2 separate regions of the Sus scrofa genome follow, and region 2 is linked to region 1. Evidence: chromatin contacts called from public HiChIP or PLAC-seq data. All regions are on one chromosome and are shown on one strand. Each heading gives the region's core, a stretch centred on a gene start, on an enhancer-like site or on the middle of the called end of the contact. The rest is flanking DNA. Distances are from core to core; before and after follow the strand shown. Region 1 holds the start of TGIF1 (TGFB induced factor homeobox 1). Region 2 holds the start of EMILIN2 (EMILIN-2).

The links. HiChIP or PLAC-seq counts read pairs in DNA pulled down with a chosen protein or histone mark.
Region 2: an H3K27ac HiChIP or PLAC-seq map of alveolar macrophages shows a contact between it and region 1. The contact joins the promoter of EMILIN2 here to the promoter of TGIF1 in region 1. A contact is called at or near these places in 2 of 2 datasets of contacts at active chromatin or transcription factors (alveolar macrophages and skeletal muscle).

The regions. Positions count from the first base shown.
Region 1 is chr6:103,232,179-103,238,663 of Sscrofa11.1, forward strand. It overlaps TGIF1 (TGFB induced factor homeobox 1), which reads right to left and starts at 2,278. Exons shown (of 4, transcript NM_001244289.1): 1 at 2,082-2,278; 2 at 1,646-1,830. The coding sequence starts at 1,661.
Region 2 is chr6:103,783,071-103,789,555 of Sscrofa11.1, forward strand. EMILIN2 (EMILIN-2) reads right to left here and starts at 3,851. Exons shown (of 8, transcript XM_021096135.1): 1 at 3,517-3,851; 2 at 2,894-3,016. The coding sequence starts at 3,650.

The sequences.
Region 1 (6,485 bases), core at 1,028-3,527:
AGCGCCAGAGGAGGCACGGGGGGCGGGTGGAGGGCAAGGGGCCACGGGGAGGGTACCCGAGAGCCTTGGGGGTGGTCGGGGGGGATAACTATTGCCTCCCCCGCCGGAGCCCAAACAATGAGGGAGCCCGCCCCGGCGCAAGCCCAGCTCTGGCCTCGGATCACAGGAGGCGCTCGTCATAAACAAGCCCTCAACTTATCCCGTCAGTTCCGCCACGAGGGAGGGAATGCCTTCCAGTGACGATCTGGACCTGTCAGTCCTCCACGAGTTGCCAGGGCCTCCCGAGGCCACCGGGGCGCTCCCCGCGCGCGTTTTCTCACCGAGCTCAGTTAAACGTCCAAACCCGCGCTCGCTCTCACGGTCCCCAGGGAGGGAACGGAAGGAGTTAGTTCCACTACAACTCCCCAATGCCCCGGGGTGGACCTTTCGTTCCACTCTCTCCCGGGAAGCAGGAGGTGGGGAGTTGGGCGCGTTACAAAGTCACTAGCCCAGAATCAAATTAACAGAAATTCAAGGTGAAAGCGTGGCCGTAGGAACCCTCTAGGGTTCGACGCTGCCCCACTAACATGAGTGTTTCAATTGTATTTGCAGGACGAGTCTGTAAGAATGTGCAGCTAGAAAAACTCCAGCCGCTGCTGGGCATGCGCAGTAGCGCCACCCCACCCCGCCCGCGCTGGCTTCCCCGAGCGATTAACTTCTGTTTTGAACCACTCGACATAAATCACAACAGAAAAGCCAACTCCAGCCCACGGCGGAAGGTTTGGGGGAACCTCCCAATCAGGGACTCAAAAGTTAACTTCAAAAGGGAGTTAACATCCTTTGACCTTTCGTGGTGGTGGGTTCCCTCCCCCCCTTTTTTTTCCTGTGTATTTTGTTTTTAAATCTGACTGACGGCAACTTTTAGTTGTAAGGCTGCCAGAGCGCTCGGTGGAAACAATGACAGGCTCACTCTTTGCATGTCACACTTGGACTCATTCTGACTGCACGCTGCTTGCCCTCAGTGCTAACTCTTCCTCTTGCCCCAAATTCAACGTGGGAAAACTTTTAAGAGTCTGGGAATCCTGAAAGGTCTAGTTTTCCAAAGGTACCGACACCTCGGAGCGATCTTGGGTCCAGAGTTGCATTCCTCCGATTGTGAAAACGCCCCATCCCTGGAGTAGAGCGGGCCCGGCCGGGAGTGAGTGGGGCCCAGGAGCCCAACTTTCAAACAAAGGCGCCTCGGCTCCAACGTCCGGACCACCCCGGGTCCTGTCCTGGAAAAGCCGGGCGGAGGTGCTCCCGACCCGAACCCCACTCCCCTGCCCGCGAGAAAGAGCGAAAAGCCACGCGGCGGTTCTGCGGAGTGTGGGGTATCGGCGGAGACAATGAAACTTGGAGGAGCACAAACAAGGCGGTGCGCGTGTTTTTTGACAACGTGCCAGCAGCGTGGAGAGGCCCGTCTCCCCACAACAGCCCCTCGTGTTGTGTCTAGAAGGAAAGGAGCAACTGCCATTTCAGACGCAGCCTCAACAAAGACGACGGTCGCCGCTGAGGCCGGCGAGCCACTGGGGCGGAAAAGTCCACCAAGTCACTATCGCCCCAAGCCCAGGGCCGCCCCGCGAGCACGTTTCCCCGGGACCCGCGCCCGCAGCCCGTGGAGCCTCACCTTTCTTGCTTTTCATTCTGGAGCTCCCCTTCCAGCGCGAGGCAGCGCTGGGGTCTCGAGGGGCCAGGAGCGGGGGTGGAGGGGCCAAGCGATTGTCCTCCTTCCTGGCCGACTCTCCCGTAACTTGTAGGACGCGCTCCAGCCGTTATTGCTAAACAAGGCGCTCCGATCCCAGGCGCCCGCTCCTTGGGTGGAATTCAAGTGACACTTGGGCTTCCTCCGGCCGGGATCTTCTGGCAGCCGGCCGGGGTCTCTCCCTCGCCCAACTCGCTCCCCTCCCCACTCCGCTCCTTTGTTCCCCGCTCCTGCTCGGCGCACCTCAGCGCTGTCAGAGTGAGCGAGGCGAGGAGGGAAGGTACAGGAGGTCCTGCCTCCGCCCCCAGCCGCCCGCCCCGTCCCCCGCCCGCCCGGCCGCTCCTCCGCCCCTCCCCCGCACCTTCCAGCCGGAGAGGACGGCACCGAGCGCCGCCGCAGCCGCGCCGCCTCACTCCGCGCCCCCAGGCCGCTGTCACTCGTCCCTCGTGGGGGTGGCGGAGCCCAGAAACGTGATCTGGTCTCCCTGCTGCGCGCACGCCGCCTGCCCCGGCAGCGGCGGCGACACCAGCCGAGCGCCGCGAGTTTCTCCTGTGGGCCTTTCTTCCCGGGGCTGGGGAGGGTGCGTTTGGTTTGGTTTGGTTTGGTTACGAAATTGCAACAGATGGGAAAAAGGCCGTCCCCTCCTCCACCCCGGGGAAGAAAAGGCTCCTTTCGTTTTTGACAGCTGCCTCAACTCCACGGTCCCAGCTCTAGCCGCAGGAGAAGACAGCGGCTGCTGATTCAAGGGGCGGAGCTCCGTAGGAAAAGTATTCGGGACAAGAACCAACTTCTTCCAGAATGCGCGGCTGCCATTGACACGCGGGCGCGGCGCGGCGCACCCTTCTCCTCCCGGGGCTCTTCCTCCAACTGCTACGGGGGAGGGGGGGCGAGGGGGGAGGATGAGACACAGACACCCCAGGCTAAAGTCTGTTCCTCCCGGCTAAAGCTGCGAGTTCCGGACTGGATTGTAAGGCAGTTTCGAAATCTAACACGTTGCGGACAGACACTTGTCATGCTCACATGCTCTTTAAAAGTCTCTGCCTGGGGACGGCCCGGACGCTCCGCCTGCCCGGCTGAGACTCGGCCGGACACTCCGGGCCCAGGCAGCTGCCGCCTCTATGTGAAGGGGGCTACCACACCCTGGGCTGCTCATCTGTTTCGGTAAAGAGTCTACTTTTTATGACTTAAATCCTGCTGGGCCCCCACCCCCCATTTCAAACAGAAACTAACCATTAAGTAAACATGTGTTCCCGTTGGCTTATTTTGGTTGAGAGTCGAGAGAACTCCAACAAGAGTTCCTAGATGAAATAACCCTTTAAAAAGACCGGATGCTGTCTGGACGATTTCAAGAAACGCAAGCAAGCCCCCTCCCCTCCCTCTCCTCTGGGTGCAGTTTTCGCGAGTGTCTGTGCCGTTGTTTTGAAGTAAATGAACTGTCACATGCCACACTAAGACCTTCCCCATCACTTAAAAACAACAACAACAACAACAAAAAACCCCAAACATAAATAAACCTAGTAAGACATCAGCGCCCAAGCCTGTCTCCAGTTTCTGCTCTGTGCTGTTTTTGTTTTGTAACCTCGATGGAGAACCCAGCAGTAGCTCCGGGGAAATAAGGTTCAGCCCAAGGAGGAATGAAGCAGCCAAACGATGACTAACTAGACTTTGGAGCCTCTGTTTTAGGATTACACTGAAAATTAGAGCCAGTCACCCACCCACGCACCCTCCCCAAAAAAGACACCCCCGACCGGAGAGTGAATTAAGGCCAGAGTTTACAAAGCCTGGGTGGTTTTTCCAATTACAGGACTTAAAATGAATAAACAAGGAAAAAAGTCACTCTTAAGAAGGCAGCAACCTTACAGTTTTGTTTTTTTCCTGTGGTATGCCGACTGCTCGGCACCTAAGAGAACACATCTAAAATGGCAAAAGGAGAAACAAGGTCCTGGGGGAAACCACCAGCCCGGAGGCTCCCCTGCAACTTGCTGGAGCGCAGTTCCTTCCCGGCCTGGCTAGAGATGAATCAGCCGCTGCGCCGGAGCGCAAGACAGATGTAGGGCGGGAGGGGGCCGCCCGTTAGCGGGCCGCTAGCTTCTCGCATTTGAAGGGTTGGCTGTGGCCGGGATTGGTGGCTCACGTCCGCTGGGGACGGAAGAAGGGGGAGGAGGGATGAAGGAGGAGGAGCCCGGGAGGCCGACGCTGCGACTCAGCGGTCTGAGTGGCAGGAGCCTCGTCTGGAGCCCGGGCGGTTACTGGGGAGACGCTTTGTTTGCTAACTTCGAAAGCCGCTCAGGCTGCCTGGGCCGCTTTCGAAGCCACTCAACAAAACACGCCTTCGGGTCGGCTTCATCCAACCCCCGGTCGCTTTCCCCCGCTCGAGACAAACTCGTTTCCTTCTTCCGCGTGGTTCTCCGACGCCGCGCGGTGGCTCTCATTATGTACACAAAGGTATCTTTCCCTTCGTCTACGTGAACATTGGCGAATGACTGCAGGTCTCAGGCAACCGGGATGGAAATCTAGGGTTGAAGTGAGTTTATAGCTAGAAAACAAACTTTACAGCGGTAGGGGGAGGGGCGCAGAGAATAAAAGGCTCTTCCAAATGGCGAGGAGGAAAAAAGTGGAACTTTCATCTCTTGCTGGAGGTCTGGTTGGACCCGGGCAATGCTAATTCTTTGCTCGAGCCAATCTTAGAAGCAGTCATTTTAGCAGGCGAGGTGCTCCAGAGAGGTATCGTTCTGCGTGATGCCCCCCCCCCCGTAGATGTCCCCTCCTGCACCCCCAAGGCCCGTTCCAAACTTGTTTGAAGCTTTGGATTGTTGTTGCAGAAACTCAGAAGAAAGTGCCTGCACTCTGGCGAGGAAGACAACCCAGAAGAGTGGGCTTGGAAAACCAGCAATTGCTTAGGATATTTTTGTTTATTTGCTTTTCTCAAGGTGGAGAAACAAGTTTCAGCTCTGGCTTTTCTGAGTCCCTGAATGTCCCGGGCAGGGCCTCTCTGTATATCTGATCCAATGACTTTTAAGATTCTTTCCAGTGCTAAATACATATACATGTGTGTATATATTCATAGTTACTGCAGATTATTTGCTGAGTGCATATGAATGTTAATTGTAAAGTTGCACAAATGAAGAGTGAGATTATGCTTGGTGCTTGAGAAGGCCACCGATAAACGTTTCGCACCACTATTTTTTTCCATCTAGGCACACAGGGTTCCTTTCAGTGTCTTATCTTCTTGAGCTGCCTCAAGGCTAAGAAAAGACAGAGCTGTGTAAATTACTTTTCAAAGCTGCAAATCCTTCAAAGGTAAAAACTCAGAAACTTGGAAAGGCAAATAAGCCAGAAAAGTGTATCAATGAGTGCAGTTATTATTCTGACAGTGGGGCCATCCCAGTGATGGGCAAATGTGTTTATTTCATTGGTCATGACCATTGATAAGCGTGATTCAGGCCTGCACCATCTTAGGTGGAGGAATGTTGACTCACAGTCATCAGATCCCTTTTCCTTCTCTGGGGACTGTGAAATAGGTGGACTGCCAGGCTCCAGACCCTGCACAAGGCTTCTGTAACTGTCTCTTCACATCTCAGGGCAGGGGTTATTTGGCTGCTTGAAGAGAAGTTGGCCATTGTGTTTTCAAGGGCCTGGGTCTGGGCTCCAACCTTCTTGTGATTTTTATTAAGCTCATCAGGAGGGCTCTCCTCCCCTTAGTCACAGGAATAACGGGTAACCTGCACTACTGCTTTTGTTTGTAATCACTTTTCTCTGGGCCTGCATTTCCCTTCCTGGCCCTGATTTCCCTCTGTAGCATAAGGCCTCAATTTTCTTTACTTCGAGGGGATTTGAACTCAGGAAGACAGAGCAAAAAGGTAATTGGCGAGCACAGCCTTTAACCTCTTCATTCTCAACATCATGTATCTATTGTGCTTTACAGTTTATGAAACACTTAATTTAAATGACTTCATTTAATAAACTAGTAAGGAAAGCTACTCTTTTTTCTTTTCCTAAAGTCAAGATAACACATCCAAGTATAACAATGCGGAGTTCCCTTCGTGGCTCAGTGGTTAACAAACCCAACTAGGAACCACGAGGTTGCAGGTTCTATCCCTGGCCTCGCTCAGTGGGTTAAGGATCTGGCGTTGCTGTGAGCTGTGGTGTGGTGGTGCTGTGCTGTGGTGTGGTGTACGCTGCAGATGTGGCTCAGATCCCGAGTTGCCGTGGCTGTGGTATAGGCCAGGAGCTGTAGCTCTGATTCGACCCTTAACCTGGGAACTTCCACATGTCCCAGGTGTGGCCCTAAAAAAAATTATATATATATATAAAACACAAATCTAAAAGGTATACAATCAAGTATTGGACATATGTTACCCGGCTTTTTTTTTTTTTTTTTTTTTTCCCCTAGGGCTGCACCTGCAGCTTATGAAAGTTCCCAGGCTAGGGGTCAAATTGGAGCTACAGCTGCCAGTCTCCTCCACAGCCACAGCAACTCCAGATCTGAGCCGTGTCTGCAACCTACACCACAGTTTACAGCAATGCTGGATCCTTAACCCACTGAGCGAGGCCAGGGATTGAACCGGCATCCTCATGGACACTAGTCAGGTTCGTTACCACTGAGCTACAACAGGAACTCCATATTACCTGGCTTTAAAAAAAGTATTCTCCGGCATCGTTTGGTGGAGGGTGCACTGGATGTGGAAGGCAGGGTAGGGCAGAGACTGACCCCAGATTTTGACACCAAGGCCCCCTAGAGAATGGAGGCTGGAAGTTCCCTGTG
Region 2 (6,485 bases), core at 2,601-5,100, 550 kb after region 1:
GTCCACAAAGGCCAGATTTGGAGGCACACACCCCACTGACCCGAAATTGTCTCTTTCTGCACAAGCCAACCTTCCTGCTGCTAAAACCCCTGGCCTTTCTGGACCCCTCAGCCTCCCAGGCTTCACCTCCCAGGGTCTCTAAGGTGGGAGAGAAGCCCTTCCAAAGTCTTGGCTTTGCTCTCTCTCTTCGACTGGCTTCTCTGCCTCCATTCCCTCCATCGCCCCCTAACCCAGCTCTGCTCCAACTATGTCAAGTCCCCTGGGTCATACCTGCCCCTCCCAGACGCTGCACTGTCATCAGCAGCTAAATCGCACTTCTCAGGCACCTCAGCCAGCCTCCAGTACCGCAAGGCCCACCACACCCAGAAAGCATCCCTCAGCAACTCCCGGGTGTGTTTCCCAAGATCCTTTATTTCCCCAGGTCTCAGGCTGTAAGGATCAAATAACAAAAACCTGATGATACCCATGAATTGAGAGCAGTTGCTCAGGCTCCGGGACTCAGAAACACCCGCCATGGAAATGTAGGTTGGTGCAGTCACTATGAAAGCATATGGAAGTTCCTCAAAAAACTAAAAATAGGAGTTCCTGTTGTGGTGAAATGGGATTGGCAGCATCTTGGGAGCACTGGAAGCAGGTTCGATCCCTGGTCTGACACAGTGGTTTAAGGATCCAGTGTTGCCACTGCTGTGGCTCAGATCTGACCTCTGGCCCAGGAACTCCATATGCTGTGGGGCAGCCAAAAAACAAAAACAAAAAACCTGAAAAAGAGTTGCCATACAATCCAGCACCCTGGGCATATATCCAGACAAAACTGTAATTCAAAAAGATACATGCACCCCAATGTTCACAGCAGCATTGTTTACTGCCAAGACATGGAAGCAACCTAAATATCCACTGACAGATGAATGGATAAAGAAGATGCAGTACCTACATACAATGGAATATTATTCGGCCACAAAAAAAGTACAAAATAATGCCATTTGCAGCAATATGGGTGGACAACCTAGAGATGATTATACTTCCTGAGGCAGATCAAAAGACAAATATCATATTATATGACCTATATGTAGAATCTAAAATATGACACAAATGGACTTATCCATGAAACAGAAACAAACTCACAGACCTACAGATCAGACAATGGAGAGGGAGGGTGAGGGAGTCAGATGGACTGGGAGTTTGGGATCGGCAGATGCAAACTAGTACATATAGGATTGATAAACAATGAGGTCCTATTATATAACCCAGGGGACTATATTCACTATCCTGTAAGAAAGCATAATGGAGGAGAATATACATGTATAACTAAATCACTTTGCTGTACAGGAGCTCCCATCACGGCTCAGAGGCTCGGCAAGTTAAGAACCTGACTAGTATACATGAGGACACAGGTTCGATCCCTGGCCTCACTCAGTGGGTTAAGGACCCTGCTTTGCCGTGAGCTGTGGTGTAAGGTCACAGATGCAGCTCGAATCCCATGTTGCTGTGTCTGTGGTATAGGCGGGCAGCTGTAGCTCCAATTCGATCTCTAGCCTGGGAACCTCCATATGCCACAGGTGCAGCCCTAAAAAGACAAAAAAAAAAAAAAATCACTTTGCTGTACAGCAGAAATTAACATTGTAAATCGACGATACTTCAATAAATTTTTTTTTTTTAAAGAGAGAAACACCTGCAAAGTTCAATGCCCCTGCACACCAGAGACAGGGCAGTTTGTCAGCCTTGCACCTTTTGACAGTTTACCCAACTCAGGGTGATACCCAGCAACTCAATTTCAACCTGATTCTCTGTGGATGGCAAGTGGGAAACCTCTCCTAAGTTTTTGTTTTGTTTTGCAGGGGTTTGTTTGTTTTTGCCTAACAGGAACCATTCCTTCCCTTTTTCAGTTCCCACCGCAGCCCACGTGCGATGATCTACCTCACAGGCCTGCGGGCTCCTCTACCGACTCCATAATAAGGTTTCCTGGCGCACAAGTTCAGTCTGTCCCTTTGCTTCGCCAAAGACAGATCCGCCTACTGGCTATTCTTTGCTGTAAAGACAACTGTGCTCTAAGACAAACAACTTATTCTTAGGGGAAAACAATTAATTTCAACCATCACATGTGTTTCCCCACCAGCCGTTTATTCACATCGGCTCATCCTCTGATATCTGACTTACACAAAGACACAAAGACTTGCCTCATGACAACTGAACGAGTGTGATGTATGGAACAAAATCTGTGCTCTCCATTGCTTTGCTTCCTCTTTGTTTCTGTTTTGTTTTGTTTTTAATGGTAAAATCTTTATAAGCAAAAAGATTAATTCTTTCCCTGGTCTTTAAGGACCATTCTCTCCTGATAACCACTCAGCTGAATCCCCCCCAAATCTAACTTGTAAAAACAGCACATTTTCAAGCAAGTTGTTGCTGGGACTTGACTTTAGAGATCCCAACACCTGGAAGAGGTCAGTTTTATGGGGACATTTGGACAAAACTCGCCTCTTTTAGAACACTGGTTAAAGCAAACCCTCAGCTAATCCTACTTGTACAAGTTTTAGCAGTATACATTTTGGAATCTTCTCTGTGCCCCAGAACACGCAATATGGATGTAATTAGGTCCAGCTGCCTTATGTTAGCAATAAAATTGAAAGAGAGAGAGAAAGAGAGAAGTGGGGGTGGGGGGCTTTGTTGGTCCCCTCCTATGCTCAGCAATCGCAAGCTCGCAAGGCAGGCGCATCCCTGACGCTCGCTCCAGGCGGCACACGCTCCTTAAACACCCCATCGTGCCTGGTACCCCAGTCGGCGCTCAAACTTTTCAGCGGAAGTTTTTCAACCACTGGAAGAGATTTGCTGAGCGGCTGGAGCCCAGCGCTCTGACCCCACCCCCACCCACCCCCGCGGCCCTGGCTCCGCGACTTACACGAGCGCGGACGGACAGGGCATCTGGTTCCAGGCACAGTTGTACTGAGCCTGAATAAAACTCTCGCTTCCCTCCAGCACCGAGCAGCTCACGTTCTTGTTCACGATGTACGCGCACCAGTTCCTGGGGTGAAAGAAAGGGAGAAGGGCACGGTGTAAACCTGAACAGAGAGGCTGGGGGAGACCTGACGAGCCTACAGGGCGTCTGGGATACCCTGGTCCCGGCGGGCAGAGGCGGGCGCTCGACCAGCAGATATCTAGAGGGTGCGCGGGTGCGCCTTTGGATAGCGTGAACCTGTACCCGACAAAAGACAGAGGCAAAAAGAGCCCTTAAGGTCCCAGCGACTCCAGTAATTCCTGGGGGGGGGGTAGTTTCCTGATCGCCCTGTTCTTTGGGACCCGCCCTGCGCCCCAAGCCCCAGGCAGCCCTGCGGGAGGCAAGGGAGAAGTCGCTGGGGGCGCCCGGCGTAGCCCCTGGAGCGCGCGGCCACCGAGGAGGAGGCACCACCCCGGCAGGCGGAGGGGGACCCCGGCTGCAGCTCATGGCCTCAGCAGGGCAGAGTCGGGAGGGGTAGGTGGAGGGAGCCTCGCCGTCCTGGGGGAGAGGCGAGGCCGCGCACTTACTTGTTCCTGGCGCTGGGCCTCACGGGGTGCCTGAGCTGCGGGCCGGCGTGGCACAGTCCCGCGCCGCCGAGGGCCAGAAGCGCCAGCGCCCAACGCCAGGGCGCGCGGGGCCGAGCCCGTGTCCTCTGCCACATTCTGCGCGCGGGGCGCGCCCCGCCGGCGGGATACGGAGAGAGGGTCGGGGCAAGCGCCGGGAGGCTGCGGGCGGCCGGGGCGCGGCCCGAAAAGGCAGGAGGCTCGGGCGCTGCGCCGCGCCCCACCCGCGCTCCGCGGCCGCCCCCTCCGGTTTCTTGCTCCCCCTTCTCTTTCTCCACCCCGTGCGCCCGCGCTTCTTCTCGGTCCCTCAATGACGCACAGGTCCCCCCGGTGCCGCCCTTTTTATTTCACTTCCCCCTCCGAAACGTGACTCTCCTTCCAGCGCGTCCGTCTCCAGTCCTCTTGCCGCTCGGCAGGGGGTTTGGGGTGAAAAGGCCACAGGGTTTGGGGAAAGGGTCTCCGTTACAGAATTTCCAATTACTCATTCCTTTGGTCTCTTCCCAGAATCGGGGCAACTTCCCCTCCCACCTTCCAGCGGGCGCGCCCCGGCCCCTCGGGAAGCGGCCGCAGTCAGCGAGTCTGGCGGTCCTCACGTCGTGCCTGGGTGCCGGCTTCCCGGGGCGAATGAGGGACATTTTTATCAGTTCTTTATCGGACTCGACTCGGGTTTCCTCTGGCAAGACGCGCGGCCATTCCTCCACGTCTGAACTTAGGAGGGGTTAGGAGAAATGAACGCGGGTCCTCTTCTCTTTCTTTCCCTTACGCATCCATTTAACACTAGTTGCCTCGTCAACATGCAGGGCAGCAGGGGACACTGGAAGCGACACTAACCAACAGGTTCTAAAGCACAACATCAGACTAATATACACTACACTGGTTTTGGCAAGGTAACCTCCCAGCCTCTCCTTCTGATGTCCTTTTCTGAACTTTTCCTACCAACGTTAAAAGCATTTTCTCCACAATAATCGCCTTTGCTTTGAAACAGTTCAGGCACTGCTAGATGTCTTTTCACTTGCTTGCATATTTTCTGGCTATTTTCGAGTTACACGAACTTTACAAATTTCTTTTGGGGATGAATCAAGTCTACCAAAGAACCTTACCTAAAATCCCCACCAGAATGTTGTACTCTCCTGGGCAGAGAGAACTCTGTATTTAAGTTAACCTGCTGCGTCTAATGAACTGAGGTGAGGTTATTTGCAGATTGCATAGATTAACTGCAATATCTGTGAACTTAAAGGATGCTGTTGGCTGTGAATTGTAACATGGACAATAAAGCTTTACTGTAACTAAATGAAACCTTTGGTCCATTTCATTTCTAGTATGCTTTGATGTTGTTGAACCTTTTGATTTGCAAATAGAAGAAAGAAAATTCCCTAAGTAGACACTTCACAAAAGCTGAGCAGAAAAATATACCATGTAAGGACATAGACTGTCTGAGAACTCTCTAAATGGGAGATCATGCAAATAATGGGATGACATGACCTCAGCCTTCAAAAGAGCCATCCACCCTGCGCGGAAAGCAACAGGAAGGGATAAAAAGCTGTCTTGCATAACCCAACCCCTAACTTTCTGTGTGACTTCCCTATTCTCCCCATCCGAACCCCATTTTGTCGGTGAAGTGTCACAGGAAGAAGCAGAGCACAGAAATGAAAGAAAAGAAAATGGAGAAAACACACAAGCTGTGTGTGTCTACAGCTGACAGCTAAAAACCACAACTTCTCTTCCATATCGGTAAATCTCAAATTTGAGACTCAGTAAAATTGATCAATCCACATCTAGTTTTTTCACTGAGTCAGAGTTATAGCAGGAAGCTGTCTTCAAGTCCAAGAGTTGGAGGACAAGCTTTTCATTGAAGGGACCACTATACTCTATTTATAATCAGCTGTAAATGGCATTTTCAGCAAGTAAGTATTATTCTGAGAATCTGTTCCATGCTTGGCACTGTGGAAAAATAATGAGGAGTCATGGATGAGCCAAGAGTGATGTGGGATCTGTGTTTACAGAGCTTTCAGGCATTCCTGGGTGATGAAGGGTGTAACTTTTCTGATGGTCAGATAAGTGAGACAGTATTTGTCTCCTGTATCTCTTTAGATATATCTCATTTTTACCCGGTATGGGGCTGCTCTGGGAAGATGGAAGACTTAAGGCCAAGCTCTCAAAAGGCCCTCTTCCTTTTTCTTCTCTAGCCAGAGGAAGGGACCCTTCAGACTCTGGAAACAGAGCCTTCCAGAAGAAGCAAAGCAGGGAGTTCCCATTGTGGCTCAATGGGTTAAAACCCAACCAGTATCCACAAGGATGTGGGTCTGATCCCTGGCCATGCTCAGTGGGTTAAGGATCCAGCACTGTTGAGAGCTATGGTGTAGTTTGCAAATATGGCTCAGATCTGGCCTTGCTGTGGCTGTGGTGTAGGCCAGCAGCTGCAGCTCCGATTTGACTCCTAGCCTGGGAACCTCCATATGCTGTGGCATGGCCTGAAAAATCAGGGGAAAAAAATCACTTCAGAAGAAGCAGGGCAGAGGGAGGCTTCCAGAAGATACAGCATCGAAGAACATCAAGAAACAGTCTAGGAGTTCCCGTTGTGGCTCAGTGGTTAACGAATCCAACTAGGAACCATGAGGTTGCAAGTTCGATCCCTGGTCTTGCTCAGTGGGTTAAGGATCCAGCATCACCATGAGCTGTGGTGTAGGCTGCAGACGCGGCTCAGATCTCGTGTTGCTGTGGCTCTGGCATAAGCTAGTGGCTATAGCTCCGATTAAACCCCCAGCCTGGGAACCTCCATATGCCACGGGCACAGCCCAAGAAATGGCAAAAAGACAAAAAAAAAAAAAAAGAAAAAGAAACAGTCTAGGGGAGTTCTCCTTGTAACTCAGCAGTAATAAACCCAACCAGTATCCATGAGGATATGGGTTCCATCCCCGATCCTGCTCAGTGGG